Regions from separate parts of the Mus musculus genome. Here region 2 is linked to region 1. A link is a contact called in public Hi-C data. All regions are on one chromosome and are shown on one strand. Each heading gives the region's core, a stretch centred on a gene start, on an enhancer-like site or on the middle of the called end of the contact. The rest is flanking DNA. Distances are from core to core; before and after follow the strand shown. Region 1 has its middle 17 kb from the start of Gm46880. Region 2 has its middle 140 kb from the start of Gm2560.

Evidence for each region. Hi-C and Micro-C count contacts between places; a contact is called where the count stands out from the background.
Region 2: a contact with region 1 is called in a Hi-C map of the N1E-115 cell line, with 4 times the contacts expected there. The contact joins two enhancer-like sites. A contact is called at or near these places in 1 of 39 promoter capture datasets (cranial neural crest) and 2 of 484 Hi-C or Micro-C datasets (the N1E-115 cell line and cranial neural crest).

The regions. Positions count from the first base shown.
Region 1 is chr4:13,262,957-13,267,388 of GRCm38.p6, reverse strand. No RefSeq gene overlaps it. Among named protein-coding and RNA genes, the nearest start is that of Gm46880, 17 kb to the left of the region's middle. Within about 2 kb of position 1,813, at least 37 of the 459 cell types and tissues checked have an H3K27ac peak or open chromatin away from gene starts, as enhancers often do. A contact at or near this core is called in the N1E-115 cell line, where this site is marked.
Region 2 is chr4:14,433,816-14,438,737 of GRCm38.p6, reverse strand. It overlaps the pseudogene Gm11836. Among named protein-coding and RNA genes, the nearest start is that of Gm2560, 140 kb to the right of the region's middle. Within about 2 kb of position 3,252, at least 7 of the 459 cell types and tissues checked have an H3K27ac peak or open chromatin away from gene starts, as enhancers often do. A contact at or near this core is called in the N1E-115 cell line, where this site is marked.

The DNA.
Region 1 (4,432 bases), core at 564-3,063:
GTACAAGGAAAAAAATTATATTCCCTCCATTCTATAGCAGACAATGCGTCGACTATAACTTGTCAGTTTCAGAAAACAGCTCTTTGTAAACAAGCAGAATCCTTGCAAAGGACTTCCTGATTCTTGAAGGGAAAACTTGTAAACTTTACGTATTCTGGGAGTTTATTTTAATTTTATTGAACCATCTTTGTTTTTAAAATAAATAAACAAACCATTTATGTGTATGTGGGTATGTGTAATTTTTGAGAAAAGGCTAGCCTCTTCTTTGGGGCAAACATCTTGCCTCAGCCTCCAAGTGCTGAACAGGTGAGAACTACCTCATTCTGCAGCTTGTATGCATGCATGTATGTATGCATGTATGCATGTATGCATGTATTCATGTATGTATGCATGTATGCATGTATCTAGTATTTATATCAGACACATATGGGCTATAAGGCTTTCTGGAAAATGAATGACAGATGCTTAGATTGACACACTTTTAAAGATAAATCCACAATAAAAAAAGACTCTGTTTATACAAGTAAGTAGCTATCGTTGCTATATCCCTTTTCCAGGTGGGCACATAGAGGTTTGAAGTGATGTAATAAGTTGAAACTGGTCACACAAAGCAACAGATAAGGCTGGGGTTTAAACTCAGCCTCACTGACCTACAGTGTATTGTTAACTGTTATTCCAGCATTCTTCCCCAGATGGTGAGAAGAGTGTACTCATTGCACATTAGCAACTTGTAAGTACTTAGTAAATTAATGATGAGACTGTGACATAATGAGTCTCTTGGCAGTTGCTAGGTGACCACCTGGCATCTCCCTGCCCTCCCATCTCCCTGCCAACTCCAGTCTCATCTTCTGAAACTAGATCATTTTCTTTCCTTGTTTCTTCAGCAGTTTCCTCTTCCTGATTTGTGTGAACAATGGTCACTTGAGATTCTGGAAGAGGGCCCTTCTTTGACTCTTGACTTACATCATTTATTCCATATTAAGTGAGTATGCATATTATAGATGACACTATAAGAGACAGTGAGAAACATAGCTTACATCATGGAGTACTTACACCAATGGAAATACCTCTTTTATATTACTTGTGCTGATAGTTATTCAAAATTAATTTGAAAAGTTAGAGAAAAGGATTTGGATGGTTGAGGTTCAAGGAACTTAAGAAAATGAATCTCACTTCAAATATGTTAAAAGTCCATATAAAAAAGAATTTTCACTGATTGATATTTGACTAAATTAAAACACAGCTGAACTCTTCAGCATGGCTTAAGGGGAAAAAAAAAGTGGAATTAATACAGACGCCAAGGACAAAACTATCTGGTACTGGGTGTCTCCATGTCAGGGAAAGAATGCCAGACTGCTTCCATTAGTCTCACACGCCCTTCCCTCCACCCCTCCTGGAGGAAAACGTCAGCCCGTGGCACTTCCTGGCACAACAGGCAACTATGATATTTCAGTGTGCTTTGACTTTTGATGCTCCTTTAACTCAATGACCACCAGTGCTGACCAGGGCTGCATTAAGCAAGTCTAGCCTGCCCAAGAGAAATTTCTTTCATTCATCAACAGATAAGGAGTTTTGGCAACCCTCTCAGGGGAACAAAAGGAAGAACACACACACACACACACACACACACACACACACACACACAGAGAGAGAGAGAGAGAGAGAGATTGCCCTATAATACAGAAGAGCCCACAGGAAAGGGGCCAGAGAAAGATTGAAGGGAGCTTTAAGGAGTACAGGGTAGACAGGGAGTCGGCTATCAGAATTAAACACGATGAAGTCCAGAGCCCCTCTCAGTCTCTACCTGCTTCTTCTCAGTGTCACCCTGGGCTGAGCACTTGATACAAAACAGATCTCCAGAAGTATTCCAGTAACTCCACAGGACCACCAGGGCAAAAACAAAAACATTCAGGGCTTGACACTTACCAGGGCAACTTGCCAAGCTTATCACATGTGAAAAGATCTGCTAAGAGAGAGGCATCTTGTTCAGAGGCTGGGTGCTAAGTCTCTGAAAACCAAAGGGCATTTTCCTTTCTGAGGAGCAGGCTAGGAGGTCAGGAGTAGCATTTCTCTATGAACTGCCAGAAAAGGCAATTACTGACTTTATTAACATAAAGGTTGGAGGAGAAGCTGAAAGGTGTGCAGTGGGGGGAGGTGGCAGGGGAACGAGAAAAGACCTACTGGGGACACTGGAATGGCCAGTTGCCAGGATAGCTCCCACATTCTTCTGGTCAAGCTCTTCTGCATTCTGGCTTTGAGGGGATTTTGACAGCAGCCGAAAGCTTGTCCCAGGCACATTTTTCTCTCCCTGTAATCTTCATGGGAGTTGCAGCATCTTCTAATGCCTTCTTCACAGACATGATTCCAAGCCTCTTACATGTCTCTTTCCCACGAGGTCACCATAAACTATCCCCCCCCCCAAGGTTTACCATCGTCCTTTTGTAGATAAGAACATTGAGGCTTATCTGTAGGATGTAGCTGGTGCTCAACAAAGCAGGAATTTAAATGTGTGTCTTATGGAATCTTCAGACATGGAAACAAGGCTTCTCAGAGACTCCTAGCTCAGGCTTCTCTGTTGACTAAACAATCATTTTGTCTCCAAGCTTTTCTTGTCCCATGATGCCATCTTATTTGCCTTTAGATTTCCCATTTCTCAGATAAGACTCCCCTCAGTATTGTGCTTCTTAGTTACAGTTACTGTCACTGTGATAAAACACCATGACCAAAAGCAACTTGAGTGAGGAAAGATTTTTGTCTCACTCACTCTTTATTACAGTTTCATGGAAGGCAGGCAGGGCAGGAACCTGGAGGCTGGAAGTGATGTAGAGGCCACAGCAGAGTGCTACTTCCCAGCTAGCTTCTCGTGGCTTGCTCAGCCTGCTCTCTCATAATACCAGACAAAGAGTGAGACCACACACAATGGTCTGTCTCCCCCCACCCCATGTCAATCATTAATTAAGAAAATTCTTTAGAGTGTTTCTACAGCCCAATCACATAGAGGCATTTTCTCAAGTCCCTTCTCTCTTTTCAAAGGACTCAAGTTAGATATGTCAAGTTGAGATAAAACTAGCCAGTGGGTGCATGAAAATTCTAGTAAATGTGGTTCTAAGTTGAAAATGTTACCTTGGGAAGGAGACTATGCTGCAAGAAGAACATGTTTTTTAGGGAGTGGACATTTTAAAAAATGATAGCATAGTGTGTCTGTTGTGAAGTATAATGGAACACTTGGAAACACAGAGAGCACTGGGGTGGTGGGGCAGTCCTCTTATATACTGCCCATACCTGCTGGCAGGTAATGGCTAGGTCCCTGGGAGGAGCCTGGAAGTACTGCCTGTAAGCCAACAGTGTCTATCCATCATGAGATCATATGGGTGAAGGAGCAGGATTTTCTTCTTGTTCTGTCATTTGCTGGTGTGTTTTGCTTAAAGAATGGATAGATGCTTGACCACATTTGCTGTTGTGCTCTTCATAGTTCTGAAAACATATAGAAGATGGTATCCATTTTGGAGCTAACATTTTGATTCTGGTGTTTATTATTTCTGGTTCATTGGTACCTTGGAAGAAGGTAATGTTATTCTTCCTTGGATGTTATATCTCTTAATTTTGTAATGGATGCCTCTCCTTGGAACTGGTGATCTTAAGGGCCCAGAACAAGACAACTTCCACAAAGCTACTAAGAGTTCATTATGCAACAATGGGAACCAGACTTCCCATTTTAATGGTTACCTTGTAACTTTTGTGCCTGCATTTATTCTTGCCACACCATCATGAATAATGAAATATTACCTAGTTTGGAGACACAAGATTAGCCCCAAGTCAACATTCACAATAAAACTAGTGACCTGCCTTGCTGCCCTGCTTGCTTTCAGGCACTTCAGCCAATCCTATTCCTCACAGCCTCATGTTATTTGAAAAGAGTCACTTGTAGAAATCTGGCTTGAGTAATAGCTAATTATCCCACAGCATTATGTAAGTAGGTGAATAATCGGAAAAAAAAATTAATACTTTTCATAAACAAACAACCTGTGTACATTTGGAGACTTTGAACGATAGTAGGCAGTATATGTGAAAGGCTGAGTATTACTCTCAAGGGTTAGTGTTAACCTTAATAGGTCTTCCCTTTTTTCTGGAAAAACTTAGTTTCAGTGATTCTAAGTCACTTCTTTATATATTACTCCTGCTCAGAATAAAGGGACATTTGAGTATTTATTGACTCAGTCTCCATAGTTGACATGAGGGCTCTTCTTTGTTACAAGAAAAACTTAATATACAATTGAGAATTTATTTTAGAAATGTCACATGCATTTTTCAGAAATTGAGAACATTTGAACTGGCGTTCTATTGAGTTCTTAGGTTGTTTTGCACTTCTACCTATGGGGAGGCAAACACTTCTAAGTTCTAACAAGAGAGCATTGAGTTAGCTGTAAGGATG
Region 2 (4,922 bases), core at 2,003-4,502, 1.2 Mb before region 1:
TAGAAAGGAACTCAAGTCTAGAGCAGAAATGTTTATTTTTGGTATGTGAATTTTCATAGACAAATTGAGGGAGAGATTGGATGGTGGCCAGTATGCTGGAAGTTATTCAATGCCCAGTTATACTTTATTCCTCTGCCCCCACATGAGGCTGTACTGCCTATTCCTACCCTTAACTGTGCCTGTTGTGAGGTTGTTTCCAGTCTTGTGTTTTAGCATCTTTATCAGCACCAACATGCTGCAGCTTGGGTGGGAAAGACAGCTTCCTTTGTGGTCAAAGGAGAAAACTTGGTTGCTGGACTTTTCTTACACTTCCTTAATATTTGGGGACTTTAAAAAAATAATTATTTACTTGCTTTAATTATATTCCAAAGATGAAGAAAGAAGATAAATGGATTGATCAATCTTCCGTGTTTGGCTTTAAGCTTTACCAATTATTTCCTAAAAAAGAAAAATGTACTGTCTCAAGAAGTGACAAATTCTCAATCACTAGAGGTATTTAGAAAAAACAGCCACCCTAGGGGAATGCAGGCAGGGTTCTTGCCTCAGTGTAGAATTAGAATTGAGCTTTATAGAATCTGGAACATCTGTGATTCCATATAAAAGGCTTTGTTATCATAAAAGGAATGCCATACAAATGTCAAAGAAGAGGAATAATATGGCAGCACACCCCCATTTGATACGTAGGTTTGTTTCTTGTGGTCTTTTACTTGGTCTTTTTCTATCACCCTAGGGTCACCACCATTCCCGGAAGAGGACCCTTCGATTTAGTTATTCAGAATTTCTAAGAGTCTCTCAATTGTGCCTTAAATGCTATACTTGTGGTGCATACCTAGTGTGTCATCAAGACTTCTGCCATCTTACAGTTACCGATATGACATCAGATATCCATTCAGAGATGAGGACATCCATTCAGAGAGAGATGTCTTTACATGGAAGTCTTCATCTTTGTTTAGTTGTTCCACATTTGCTATTTCTCCATAAGACTAAGTACCATGAAGAGAAAGAGTGCATTGCTTGCAGTTTTGTGCTTTCAGAAGTGAGTAACAGTGTAAAACAAAACAAAACAAAACAAAACAAAACAAATAAACAAAAAAAAACAAACCACCAATAAAATTGTAAATGAAAGGCAGAATGTTAATAGATAAGGTATTTGAGAACATCCAAGAATTTACCCAGTGCTACCTAGTTAATGGCTGTGAATGTTAGTCAGTAATATAAGGTGCATTTTAAACTTTCTTCTGAAATAGTTTTTAAAATACAGAAAGAACAAGTCTCTAACAAATGAACAACAATGGCAAAAATCAATAAAACAAACAGTATTCAATAAATTGAGAAGGGGACTAGAAGTCACTCTAGTGAGAAAGATTCTGCTGCCTGTGTAGAGATCACAGACTTTGCTACTGGGCATATTTATTTGAGATTTTTTTTCTCTCAGGATGAGTTATTTCCTGAGATCTGCTTCAGTTTCTTACCCAAATAGGCTCAAGCTGATCGTCCTCTTTCTGTTGGCTGGAAAATATCCAACCATGTCTACATCACAGCAGAGAACATAATTTAAGCTCAAACTGTGATTTTATCTATCTAAAAAGGATAAAATGAATTACATATTCCAGTTGAGCGTATGTATTCATAAACAGTTAAGCACACCAAAGTGACCAGTAGTAGCACTGGAATAGTCTAGCATCTGACTCTGATGGTCTTCCCTGGGCTGGTCACATTTGGAAGTGAAATGCCTTTCCTCCCCCCCCCCGACCCCTGCCATCCCCTCCACACACCCTGAAGATCATTTTAATGAGTAGGCCAAATGTTTTCTTTATCACTTATTTTATACAATGCTACACTAATAGTGAATGCTTACGTGGCTTTTGCCTGGTGCCAGTCAGTGCTTTGCATACATTAACACATTTAATCCTCATGATAGAACTGTAGGAGGTAGGACAATGCTCAATCCTCATTTATTAAGTGCTCTGAAACAGGGTCCCAGAGAAGTTTGGTACTTTGCTCAAGATCACACAGGTGGTAAATGGCAGAGTCCGGTTTTTGGTTAGTCCGAGATGCTGCTCAAACTCTAGACTGCAGTGTGGGGAGGATCTGCTCTCACTTTCCATGTAAAACAGCATCATTCAAGAAACTTACTCAAAGAAGTCCCGGTGTGTGACCCAGAGAAGCAGCAACAGAGAAAGGTAACACTGGAAAAGAGAAAGAATAGTTTTCTGGCAATGCTGCCTCAATATTTAAAATACATCATTCAGTTAGTAAAAGCTTAGTGGTCCATTGCTAGATATATAGTGATAGACGTTCAGAAACTTGTCCGGTGTTATACAGGAGACTTAAACCCACATCTACTGGAACCCAGAAGGAAGGTGAGAACTACATCTCAGGCCTGATTTCTGTGGACCTTTGGGGAGACTACTTGAGTAAGCACCAGAAGTTCACCATAGCTGCAAGGGACTCATCCAGGATTGGCAGTATAATTAATAGCCATAGAATTTTAACATTAGCTGCTGGTAGCTTCACACCAGCTTACTACTCACTCAATATTTGGATATATGGTCATTTGGGTACTTGGTACTTATATGTGTTTTAATTCAGTTTTGGAAATTATATGCAAAATAGGCAAAGCCTGTCAAGAGCAGTGGTAAGTGCTGTTGATTATTATAAAATTCCCTGTATTTCCGTGTTGTTTGATTCCAATGCTTCACAGAGCACATTGTTACTGCTTCAGAGTATGTTTAGATGGATATAGGTTGGAAGGATAAATCTCTTGTAGTCACCATTATTATTTACAATAATAGGCCTGGAGAGTCACTAAAGAATGTCAATAATTTTACTTTTTAAGAGGAAATCAGTGTGATTGATAGCAGCACCATAAAATAATATGAAATATATATGGTATCAAGTCCAATATAAAGGTACACTTGTTCCCAAGGGAGAGAATGTGTACTCCTAAACATTTATTTTGAAGGTAGAAATGTTAACAGACTTGGAGATGAAATTAGACTCTTCCACAAGGTGTCACTATTTCTCTTTGTTGAAAACGCTTTGCTATCCAGTTGCTTCCGAGCCACTTTAAATAAACAGAAATGAAGTAAATAATTCCTCCATTTTTAATGAGGGAGTCAACCAGCATAACAAACGGTCTACAGAGAGACACATTTTGATATTCAACCCAGCCCTGCATGCCAACTTTAATACTGGCTCAGTACAAGCTCCTTAGCACAGAGGATGACTAGTGTGGTATTGATACATATTTATAGAGGAGGATGCAAGTACAGTTCAATGATCTGTTCAGCTCTAAAGAAAACTGTGAGTAAAAGCAATTTCCCTGCTAAAAAGCAAGGATTTTAATTATCGCCTACAAAACGCCACAACCATCTTATCACACGTCCCTCCATGCTCAATGCTATTGACCCAAGTAAAGACAATTAAGTTCTAAAACCACTAGAAAATGGACTGTGAGGAATTTACAGCGCCCTTCTGTGGCAGCCATCAGATCATAATCTCAAGAGCTTGATTTGATTTTACATAAAGCAGAAGGGCCACTTTTTTCTCAGGCTATTGTCTTTCTCATGCCATGGTCATTTTTCTATGTCTGTCTTAGTCCATCAAAGGCAGCGTGACAAGATATCATAGATGGGGTGGTGCAGAAGACAGAAATGTATTTTCTGACTGCTCTCAAGGCTGAGAAGTTTGTGAGCAAGGCTCTCACAGATCTTATGCCCAATAAAGGCTCTCTTTCTGCCTCTTTTCTGATGTTGGCTGCTTTTTTCACTATATTATTTCACAGTGGTCAAGAAGGGTGAAGGATGGGGAAGAATATGAATGGATGAATCTTGTCTCTCTTTGGTTAAGGTCATTCATGAAGGATTAACCTTTAAGAGCAAGTTTTCTTCAAAACTCTCCACAAAATACTAGTCTAACCATTTTATTTGTATTAGGCTTCCTGATGTGAACTCCAAGAGGACACAAACATTTCATCTATAGAACAGTCTAAAATACCTTAACCACAAGTCCTAGGGAACAGATCAACAGCATAGTGACACGGCCTGAAACAGAACATTTGGAAACCTTTGCATCTTTCAGACAACAGGAGCCTTTCTTTCTTTCTTTCTTTCTTTCTTTCTTTCTTTCTTTCTTTCTTTCTTTCTTTCTTTCTTTCTTTCTTTCTTTCTTTCTTTCTCTCTCTCTCTCTCTCTCTCTCTCTCTCTCTCTCTCTCTCTCTCTCTCTCTCTTTCTTTTCTTCCTTTTTTTTTTTTGAGAGCAAAGAGAGCAAATTTTATTTGGTGAAGGCAAACATCATCCAAAAGAAACCAGATGGGCAAGGTGCTGTGACAGGGGAGCCTCTGGGGCCACACAGAAATCACACTGGGCAAGGAACAGGCTCGGGATACAGAATGTCCTCAGCTATTCAGCACCATCTCTTCATAGTTGATGCAACCATTGCTGTCCTCATGCCCTGCCACTAGCATCTCTACTTCTTCCTCTGTCATCTTCTCGCCCGGTGTGACAAGGACATGACGGATTTCAGCACCCATGACGGTGCCATTTCCTTCCTTGTCAAACACACGAAGGCATTCAACATAATCATCGTAGGTTCCCTGGTCCTTGTTCTTGGCCACGGTCTGCAGCATGGGCAGGAAGTGCTCAAAGTCCAGCACCTTCACATTCATCTCATCACTCTTGGGGTTCCCCAGGACCTTGAGCACCTCGGCATTGGTAGGGTTCTGGCCCAGGGCCCACATCACATCCCCACACTGGCTGTACAGGATCTTGCCATCGCCTGTTCGGTCAAACAGCTGGAAAGCCTCCTTGAATTCTGTGGTCGGGTCCTCGGTGAAGTCACACATCTTGGCTGCTGAGCTCTGCGGGACCTTTTCCGGCAGTAATGGCCAACAGGAGTCTTTGTGCCAGACATGTTTGCA